2 separate regions of the Arachis hypogaea genome follow, and region 1 is linked to region 2. A link is a contact called in public Hi-C data. All regions are on one chromosome and are shown on one strand. Each heading gives the region's core, a stretch centred on a gene start, on an enhancer-like site or on the middle of the called end of the contact. The rest is flanking DNA. Distances are from core to core; before and after follow the strand shown.

The links. Hi-C and Micro-C count contacts between places; a contact is called where the count stands out from the background.
Region 1: a Hi-C map of leaf shows a contact between it and region 2, with 1.8 times the contacts expected there. The contact joins the enhancer-like site here to the promoter of LOC112751656 in region 2. A contact is called at or near these places in 2 of 8 Hi-C or Micro-C datasets (both in leaf).

What each region holds. Positions count from the first base shown.
Region 1 is chr15:156,398,790-156,403,415 of arahy.Tifrunner.gnm2.J5K5, forward strand. No RefSeq gene overlaps it. Among protein-coding and RNA genes, the nearest start is that of LOC112751660, 9.0 kb to the right of the region's middle. Within about 2 kb of position 1,507, at least 1 of the 3 cell types and tissues checked has open chromatin away from gene starts, as enhancers often do.
Region 2 is chr15:156,359,287-156,363,905 of arahy.Tifrunner.gnm2.J5K5, forward strand. LOC112751656 (pentatricopeptide repeat-containing protein At5g66520-like) reads right to left here and starts at 1,519. Exons shown (of 2, transcript XM_025800870.3): 1 at 794-1,519; 2 at 1-609. The coding sequence starts at 1,474.

The sequences.
Region 1 (4,626 bases), core at 257-2,756, 39 kb after region 2:
AAAATCGATTGACTCATTTAAAGTTATAATATCAAAAAATTTTAAGAATTAAATCGAAATTCTAGGTATTATGAACATGAGTGCAGCTGGTACATGCGCAGTAGTTTATAATCTCCTAATTATATAAAAAATTATAATTTTATGCATTGTTATTATAGAAAATTTACAAACATCTATTATTATTGGGTGTTATAAATTAAAGTATTAAAGTATATACTCTAAAACAAAGCATACATATTGTGATGGTTTTCTTTTTTAACATTTGTGCGATTCTAAATGTCACTAAATAGTATTGCGGTGGTTTTTTACTTAGATAGGAATTGATTATTTGATAGTTAAGACAAAGCAAACTAATTTTATTTACCTACTTTCATTGTTTTTTATCTACAAATTGAAGTGTATCAATGCTTATTCTGAAATCACGGTTTGGTGATAATTAATACACCATATGTATGTATATATAGATATATGTAGTTATGGAAAAATAATTAGCTAAAATGTTGGTTTAATTCTTAAAATTTTTTAATGTGTATTAAAAATCTGAAGGTTTTATTTGTTCAATTTGTGTTTTTATTTTAATATTTTCAGTTTTCAGAAATTGTGAAAAAAAAATAAATTTTTATTATGGTTTAATTACTCTGTTAGTCCCTATATAATTTTATCAAATTTACAATTAGATTTCTATACTTTTTTGTTCTTTTCAATTAGGTCCCTACATTACTTTTAATTTTGTAATTAAGTCCTTTTCATGTAAAAAATATTAAAATTAAAGAAATATTTCTTTCAAAAAATATGTGGTTAAAGATCTAATTAGGTTATTAATTTTGGATACGTTCAATTTGCGGAGAAATATTCAATTAATTCTTACATTTTTTACACTAAAAAAGACTTAACTACAAAATTAAAAGTAGCGTAAGGACTTAATTAAAAGAAAAAAAATTATAAAGACTTAATAACTACAAATTTAATAAAGTTATAAGACCAACAGAATAATTAAATATTTTATTATTTGTACTATTTTCTCTTATTTTCTCATAAAATTATAAAAAAATGCTAAAAATAAAAATGCAAACGAAATGCACTCTAAATAAGTTAATCAATTTTAAATGTGTAATAAATTTTATCATTTAAATCATATTACAATTTCATATTTCATATACTGAATATATTCTTTTAATTAATTTATAATAAAAAGTAAAAAATGCGTGAAGTTTATTTAGAGCTAATAATGAGGATGGTAAAGAAGAAAGAATAGTGTTAGGGTATATGATTGGGATGAAAAGTCAAAGGTGTACATACATATACATGGAGGTTTTGGTGGGGAGGGTGGTGACATAATTTCACCTAAAGCATGTGGTTGTTAAGCATAGACTTTACATGTATTATCAGTTGTAATGTCTCATTCACCTTTATAAAGGAAAAATAAAAGGGGGGAACAACACACATTGTAATTGATTCTTTTATGTAAACTTTATTAATGTAAACAATATGGACAGTATTTATTTTATTTTATTGCCATATAATCTAATCTTACAAAATTATGCACTCATGTACTCATAGAAGCAACCAAGATAATTGGATGCATTTTCATTTTCATTTTATTTTATTTTTACTCCAGTTAGTAGATCTACCTTTTCTTTTTCTTTTCTTTCTTTATTTTTTTTTCTTTTCTTTTTGTCACTTAATTAATTAGTTGAGTAGAACTTAAGACAATCAAGTGCTATAAGTTATAAATTATGTTGAAATAATTCGGAATATGCATGGATATAATGCTGAAAATGAGGAAATATATATTTTTTTTTAATTGTTGGAGACCATGCATTTAATTTTATGTTCTATATATACACTCTTTCAATGAACCACTTATTCTTATTATATAAAAAAAATAGTTTATTTTTTTATTATCATCCATTTTGAAATATTTTACACTAGCATCTACTTTGTGCAAGTATATTATATAATAATTATCATCTATAATACACGGATACAAGACACGATACGACACGGGACACGTTGACACGCGAATTTTAAAATCTTACATGACATGGGGACACGCATACATATAAAATATAAAGTATTTTTTAGATAAATCGTAATGATATTTTGATATTTTATTAATATTAAAATATAAATTAAATTTTTTAATTATTTTTAATGTCTTATTTTAATTATATCAAGTATTTAAAATATTTTTTGTTTTAATAAATAATAATATATACTATATCTAAATTTATTTTAAGAATATATGTTAAGAATAAGACTGGACACGCTGACACGCGATGATATTTAGGTGTGTCCAGACGTGTCCGAAATTTTTTTTTTATTTTTTATTAAAACACGGTTGGACACAATAGACACGTGTGTCGGACGAGTGTCGGTGAATGTCGTGTCCGAAATGTGTCTGAAACACAGACATGACAACTCAACAAAATGTCCGTGCTTTATAGATTATCATATATAAATAGTCTTTTTTTGTAATATCTTTTCCTTCAATTACAATAATTGAATAAATGAATTTTTTTTTGGAAGTAGAAAAAAAAAAAAAGATACTATAAGCAAGACATTTAATTATAATTGTGCCAACTGCAACGGTTACTTAATTAATCATCAATCAACTTTGTTTTAGAACATCAATTACATCTAAAGCAGCTTACAAATGCAAACATATAAATTTTTTGGTTCATCATGATTACCCAATAGAAAAAGTCATTGTCTTTTGCGAATTTTGTGCTAACTTTACAGTTATAAATTCAAGTTTTACCGAACCAAAAATTAATTACATAAATATATATATACATATAATATTTGAAGATGAAATTTCAACTTTATGGTTAATGAGGGAGATTAATTAACCAACATCCATGCATCCATGTGACTTGAAAAAAGGTCTAATAATAAAAACCCTACAATGTACATTATATTGGAGCTATCATTGATTATGATTAAGATTAATGATTACATAATACATATTACCACATGTGTCTTTTAAATATTGGCCATATATTTGTTATCAACAAGTAAGGTACAGAAAAAAGGTTCAAACACTCAATCAATTAATCTCTTCTTTTTCTCTTTTGTCAGTATATTCGGCTTTGCAATGTAATAATTAGTGTCTTTAATTCTACGATATCCTTACTTATCAACGGGCAAAGATTATTTTAACTTGCATAACAAATTATTTTTTATTTTATAATTTTGATTTCGAAATTAAATTAGTATTATTGCATGATTTAAATTTTCAAATGATGGCATATCTAATAATGTGAAACATCTTATCACATTTCAATTTTCAACTTTAGGTTTGGGTAATTATGAAAAATAATAATTACTTTATATAAGACTTACTCAAGTAGGGATCAAACTTTATATATCCTTATTTCATAAATACTATATTTTGTTCAGAGGTTTGGATTGTGGTATTTTGTGGTAATATATAAGTTAAATAAAATACAGATAATCGATTAAATAATTCGGCAATCTGCTTTTTGAAATGGACACTGCTATACTAGCATACTAGATAAAATATTGTTATTAATTTAATATTATTATATACAGGATAAAAACAAAAATCACTCTAAAAAAATAATTTTAAATTTTTGGTTTACTTATTCTATCGGTCTCTATAATTTTACTGAATTTTAATTAGGTCCTTATATTTTTTTTCTTTCGATTGAGTCTCTATACTATATCAAATTTTGTAATTAAGTCCCTGGCATGACAAAAACGTTAAAATTAATGGAATATTCTGTTAAACAAAATAAATATGCCTAACACTTGACTGAATATTTTATGTAGTTTAACAAAATATTCTGTTAATTCTAATGTTTTTATTACGGTAGAGACTTAATTATAAAATCTTATGTGATATAGAGACCCAATTTTAAAAAAAAAAATATAGAGATCTAATTAAAAATTTGATAAAATTATAAAGACTAGTGAAAAAAAAATAGTCATTTGCAAATTTTGAACATAGAGTGATTTATTGATTTAATGATTCATGACCAGAGTTGACAAAAACAGGTCCTAACTAACAATTTATTGATTAATCCTATCAGGATTACAGGACCAATTAACATACATGAACATGGAGGAATGTTACCATTTTTGGATTCGAAAGGCAGGCAATATAAGGAAAAATATGATAATTGCATCATCATGAAGCAAATAAAAGTTTGGATCAACGGGTTTATGTAACTTAATAAAAAATTAATAAATAAATAATAAATATTAAAAAAAGAGAGAGAGAGAGAAGAAGATGAGAGACTAATAAATAATGAATGAATCGGTAGAAATGGATGCGAGTTTTAAAAGATTGGAGGTTTTATTTATCTATTTATTCTTTTCAAAAAGTAGGAGTCTACAAATTGAAATATAATTTGTTATTAAAATACAAAATTTAATTAATGGAATACTTCTAAGTTAATTTTTCCATCATACTTGTGAATAGATTGTTATTCTTTTTTGTTTAAAAAAAACCATAACGTCATGCATATGCATAGCTATTTTTATGATACATATAAGAATTATCCAATTATATTCATGCGTTTAAATAACATTTTAAATAATAAATTTAAAAATTAGTTATTCCTACTAATGCAGTAATATATTATTGATTATTTATATAAA
Region 2 (4,619 bases), core at 269-2,768:
ACAAGCATTTAGTAGTGCTCCCCAAATTGCTACATCTGGAGCCATAGGCATACCTGATATCATTTCTTCGGCCTCCTTTAGGAGACCGGCACGACTGAGTAGATCTACCATGCATCCATAATGCTCTATTTCCGGGTTAATTCCATAGTCACTAACCATCAATCTGAAGTAGGACTTCCCCTCCTCGACCATGTGGCCATGGCTACAAGCATTTAGTAACGCAATGAACGTGACTCTATTGGGAGAAACATTTTCAATCTTCATTTGTTCAAAAACACTTATAGCCTCGTTGGGTTTTCCATGCATTGCAAACCCACCAATCATGGCATTCCAAGGCCAAACCTTTCGCTTCAAATTGTGTTCATTGAAAACTCTTGATGCAGATTCAATGTCACCACACTTTGCATACATGTCAATGATGCTAGCAAGAAGCTTCTCATTCATCTTGATTTCACTTCTGCCACTGTAAACATGGATCCACTTCCCTTGATCCAATGCTACTAGATTTGAACATGCTGTAAGAGCACTTACAAGTGTATATTCATTTGGCTTTGTACCTACTTGTAGCATCATGTGGAAGAAATCCAAAGCCTCCATAAAACAGCCAACCTATATTAAGTATGAAGTAAGTAACTTAGACATAGCACATCAATCAAGATATGTATTGGAAAAAAAAAATGATATAGTTTCCAATACAAACTTCTGCAATGTCTATAAATAAACAAGATGTCCAATAATGTCGAATGTTAGTAATTAGTACGATTAATTTGTTGATGTTCCAAACGAGCAATACCTGCACATAGCCGGCAATTATCGTACTCCATGACACGACATTACGCTCTTGCATTCCATCAAACAATTCCTTAGCTTTGCTCATGTTACCTGCTCCAACATAAGCAACAATCATGTTGTTCCATGAATACAAATCTCTATACTCCGCGGCCCATTCAAAGACCTTTCGGCTCTCCTCCACAAGTTTCCACTTCCCATACATAGTAATCAAAGCATTTGCAACATAGACATTATTCTCCACGCCAGTTTTCACAGCATGAACTTGAACCTGCTCCCCCTCCTGCACACCCAACCCATTCCCACAAGCACCAAAAGCAAACACAAAGCTATATCTATTAGGAAGAAGACCCGAATCCCGAATCAAAGACCGGAAAACCATGAGGGAATCACGACAGGAATCAGAGGACAAAGAATGGGCCTTGATCATAGTGTTGTAGATGAACAAGTCTGGTTGAGGAATTTGATCAAACACTTTGTGGGCATATGAAAGGGAAGCAAAAGCAAGAAGCTTTAGAAACTTATTAGCTGAAACAAAGTGTGAGATTAGGCCAGTGGTTAGTAACTGTGCATGAGTCTGCTTAATTTGCTGCATTGATTTGCATGATTCAATCAAAGAGCGAAGCCTAACACAATGATCATAATGTGAAGAAGGCCTCGTCAACGTTGAACAGAACCGAATCATTTTCTAAAACCTCCCCACCAAGAAGTCACTCGTCGGTTGCTTTTTTTTTTTTTATTTAAATTGTTAATTAGGAGCATTTTCTTATGCATTCCAACTGTTTGAAAAAATGCCACGCTTATGGTTTTTTTCTCGGTCATATTTGGTCTTCTTTTTTGTTTTTTGGTCAAGATATTTGGTCTTCTTGTTTAAAGTTTTTGGCATATTATTGGGCCAGTGTTCAATGGGCTAGTCCAGCCCATTATGTTAAATCTTGTAATGTCCCGAGCCTACTTAATTGAATGCTATTGTTGTAGTCCAGTTGCACATTTTGTGCCAAAGAAAGGGTTTCATTTAAAGTTTGAAAAAAAAAAAGGTTTTTATTTATGACAAAAGATTAACAGAATAACTTTCATTTTGATATCTAAAATGTAAAAGAATAACAAAAGAAATTTCGAATCTACCAAAGGAATGAAAGGACGACTAATTCGTAATTATACTTATTGTTAGAGTCTTCCAACTCTTTATCTTCGTAAAGTATATGTATGATCAAGTAATAAATTAAACCCAATAAATATAGAGCATCCAAAATATGTGAAGATTTTAGAGGGTAACTGGGGTTGGTGAAAATTTGATATTACATATCATCTTTTAATTTTTAGACCTCTTTATAGGGGATATTGGTATTGTTTCACATTATATTTATATAAAATAGAGTAAAGTATCATTTTTGTCCTTAACGTTTAGGATAAGTTCTAAAGTTGTCCCTAACGTTTCAATCGTCCTATTTAAGTCCCTAACGTTTCAAAATTGACTCAATGTTGTCCTGCCGTTAGGGATCTGTTAACAAAATTGACGGCAGGATAGAATTGAGACGATTTTAAAACATTAGGGAGTTAAATAAGAAGAAAACGTTAGGGACAAAAACGATACATAAAAATAAATTTTAATTTAATTTTATCTTTCAATAATATTAATTTTTTACTGTACATAGTATTCAATTATTTTTTAATTACATCTAAATAAATTACACTTAATCATATTATTTTTATTTTAAATAAATTTATTATTTTATAATTTTAAATAATTTTGATATATTAGAGACAAAAGATATAATTTATATTTTATTGTATATATATTTTTTTTTCTGCAAGTTTATATACTAGTCATTCTACAAACATTTCATGATAACTAAAAATCTTTAAGAGTTAAATTATAAAAAAAATTAATTTATTTGAAATGAAAATAACATGATTAAGTGTAATTTACTTAGATGTGATTAAAAAATAATTGAATACTATGTATAGTAAAAAATTGATATTATTGAAGGATAAAATTTAAATTTATTTCTATGTATAATTTTTGTCCCCAACGTTTTCGTCCTATTTATCCCCTCACGTTTCAAAATCGTCTTAATTTTGTTCCGCCGTCAATTCTGTTAATGGATTCCTAATGACAGAACAACATTGAGTCCGTTTTGAAAAGTTAGGGACTTAAATAGGACGATTAAAACGTTAGGGACAACTTTAGATCTTACCCCAAACGTTGGGAACAAAAATGATACTTTACTCTATAAAATATGAGTGACAAGTATAATATTATTTACAATTGAACTCATAAATTAGTAATCAAGTATTTTTAATTTAATTTTGGAGTTCTTTTTATTCCACTTAATCTTATTTCTCATACTATATATCTTTGATTAAAAGAAGTGTAATATAATTGGTAGAATTTTTCTTCAATTAAGAGGATTTTCTCAACTAATGTAATTACTAGAATTAAATTGTGTTGACTATGAATGACTTTAATTAGATTTTCCATATTTTGTTGACTAAACAAGTCATTTGTAAGTCTTCAGCTGATTGAAAGTTTGAAACCACATTTACTTACTTTTCCTTTTTCTCCCCAAAAGAGAGACACTTAGCATACTATAGTCTTGTATAATTAATTTGATTATTTATTATATGCCCAAACTTACATTAGACAGCACATTAAGGAATCAACTCAATTTTCTCACACATTTAAACATGAGTTTAATGCAAAGTCCAACCCCTTAAACGAGTGAGAAATTTATCCCTTTAATTAATTTAATTATAATTTTTCTTTCGGTTAATAAATAATAGATATACTACTTTTAAATACGTACAAAAATACTCTACTACTTGTTCTACATTCATCGCATCTATCCTCCACTTTTTGGCAACTTGGAATAAATCGAAAGGTGCCACTCACATAAAGACGTCTAAAACGTCTTTTTTTAAAGATGTTTTTTAGTAATTAAAATTTAACATATATAATCGATTAAATTATGTCATTTTTATCAAAATTAGGCTAGACAAATTGATTTAATCAAAAAAAATAGTGAATCAAATCTTGAACTGGTCTAAATTAATATTATTTTTTTATAAAAAATGACTACAATACCCTTATTATAGAGAATGATTAAAATACTCTTATTTTATATATATATATATATATATATATATATATATATATATATTAATTTTAAAAATTCTAAATCCTAACCCTACGATAGAAAAATAAAGAACTAAAATTTAGGATTCTCATAATTAATATATATAATAGAAGTATTTTAGTCATTTTTTATAATAGGGTATTATAGACATTTTTCATAAAAAATAATATTAATTTAGATCAGTTCAAGATTTGATTATCATTTTTCGATCAATTTGTCTAACTTAATTTTGACAAAAATAACACGATTTAATTGATTATATGTATTAAATTTTAATTATTAAAAAACATCTTTATAAAAAGATATTTTCAGCGTCTTTATCTGAGTGGCTCCCTAGATTTAATCATTTGCAATACAATTGCAAAAGAATTTCCTAGTAATTTATGAGTTTAATTTTGATGTATTAATAGTGTAAAACATTTTATACGGTCGTATAATTATATTCATTTTTTTATAATTATTCATCCGATTAATGTAAAAAATAGTTATTTTTATTAATATTGTATTACATAATTTGATACACGTGTAAAACTATTTATTAATAATGCATTCAAATTAAATTCATAACTTATTTGAAGAAACAAAGAGTAGGAACTGTATGCACGTGTTGCATGAACATTTAAAAAAAAAAGAAAAAGAAAAAGAAAAAAGATATTAGGGTTTAGAGTAATGTACACTTAACATAAAACGACA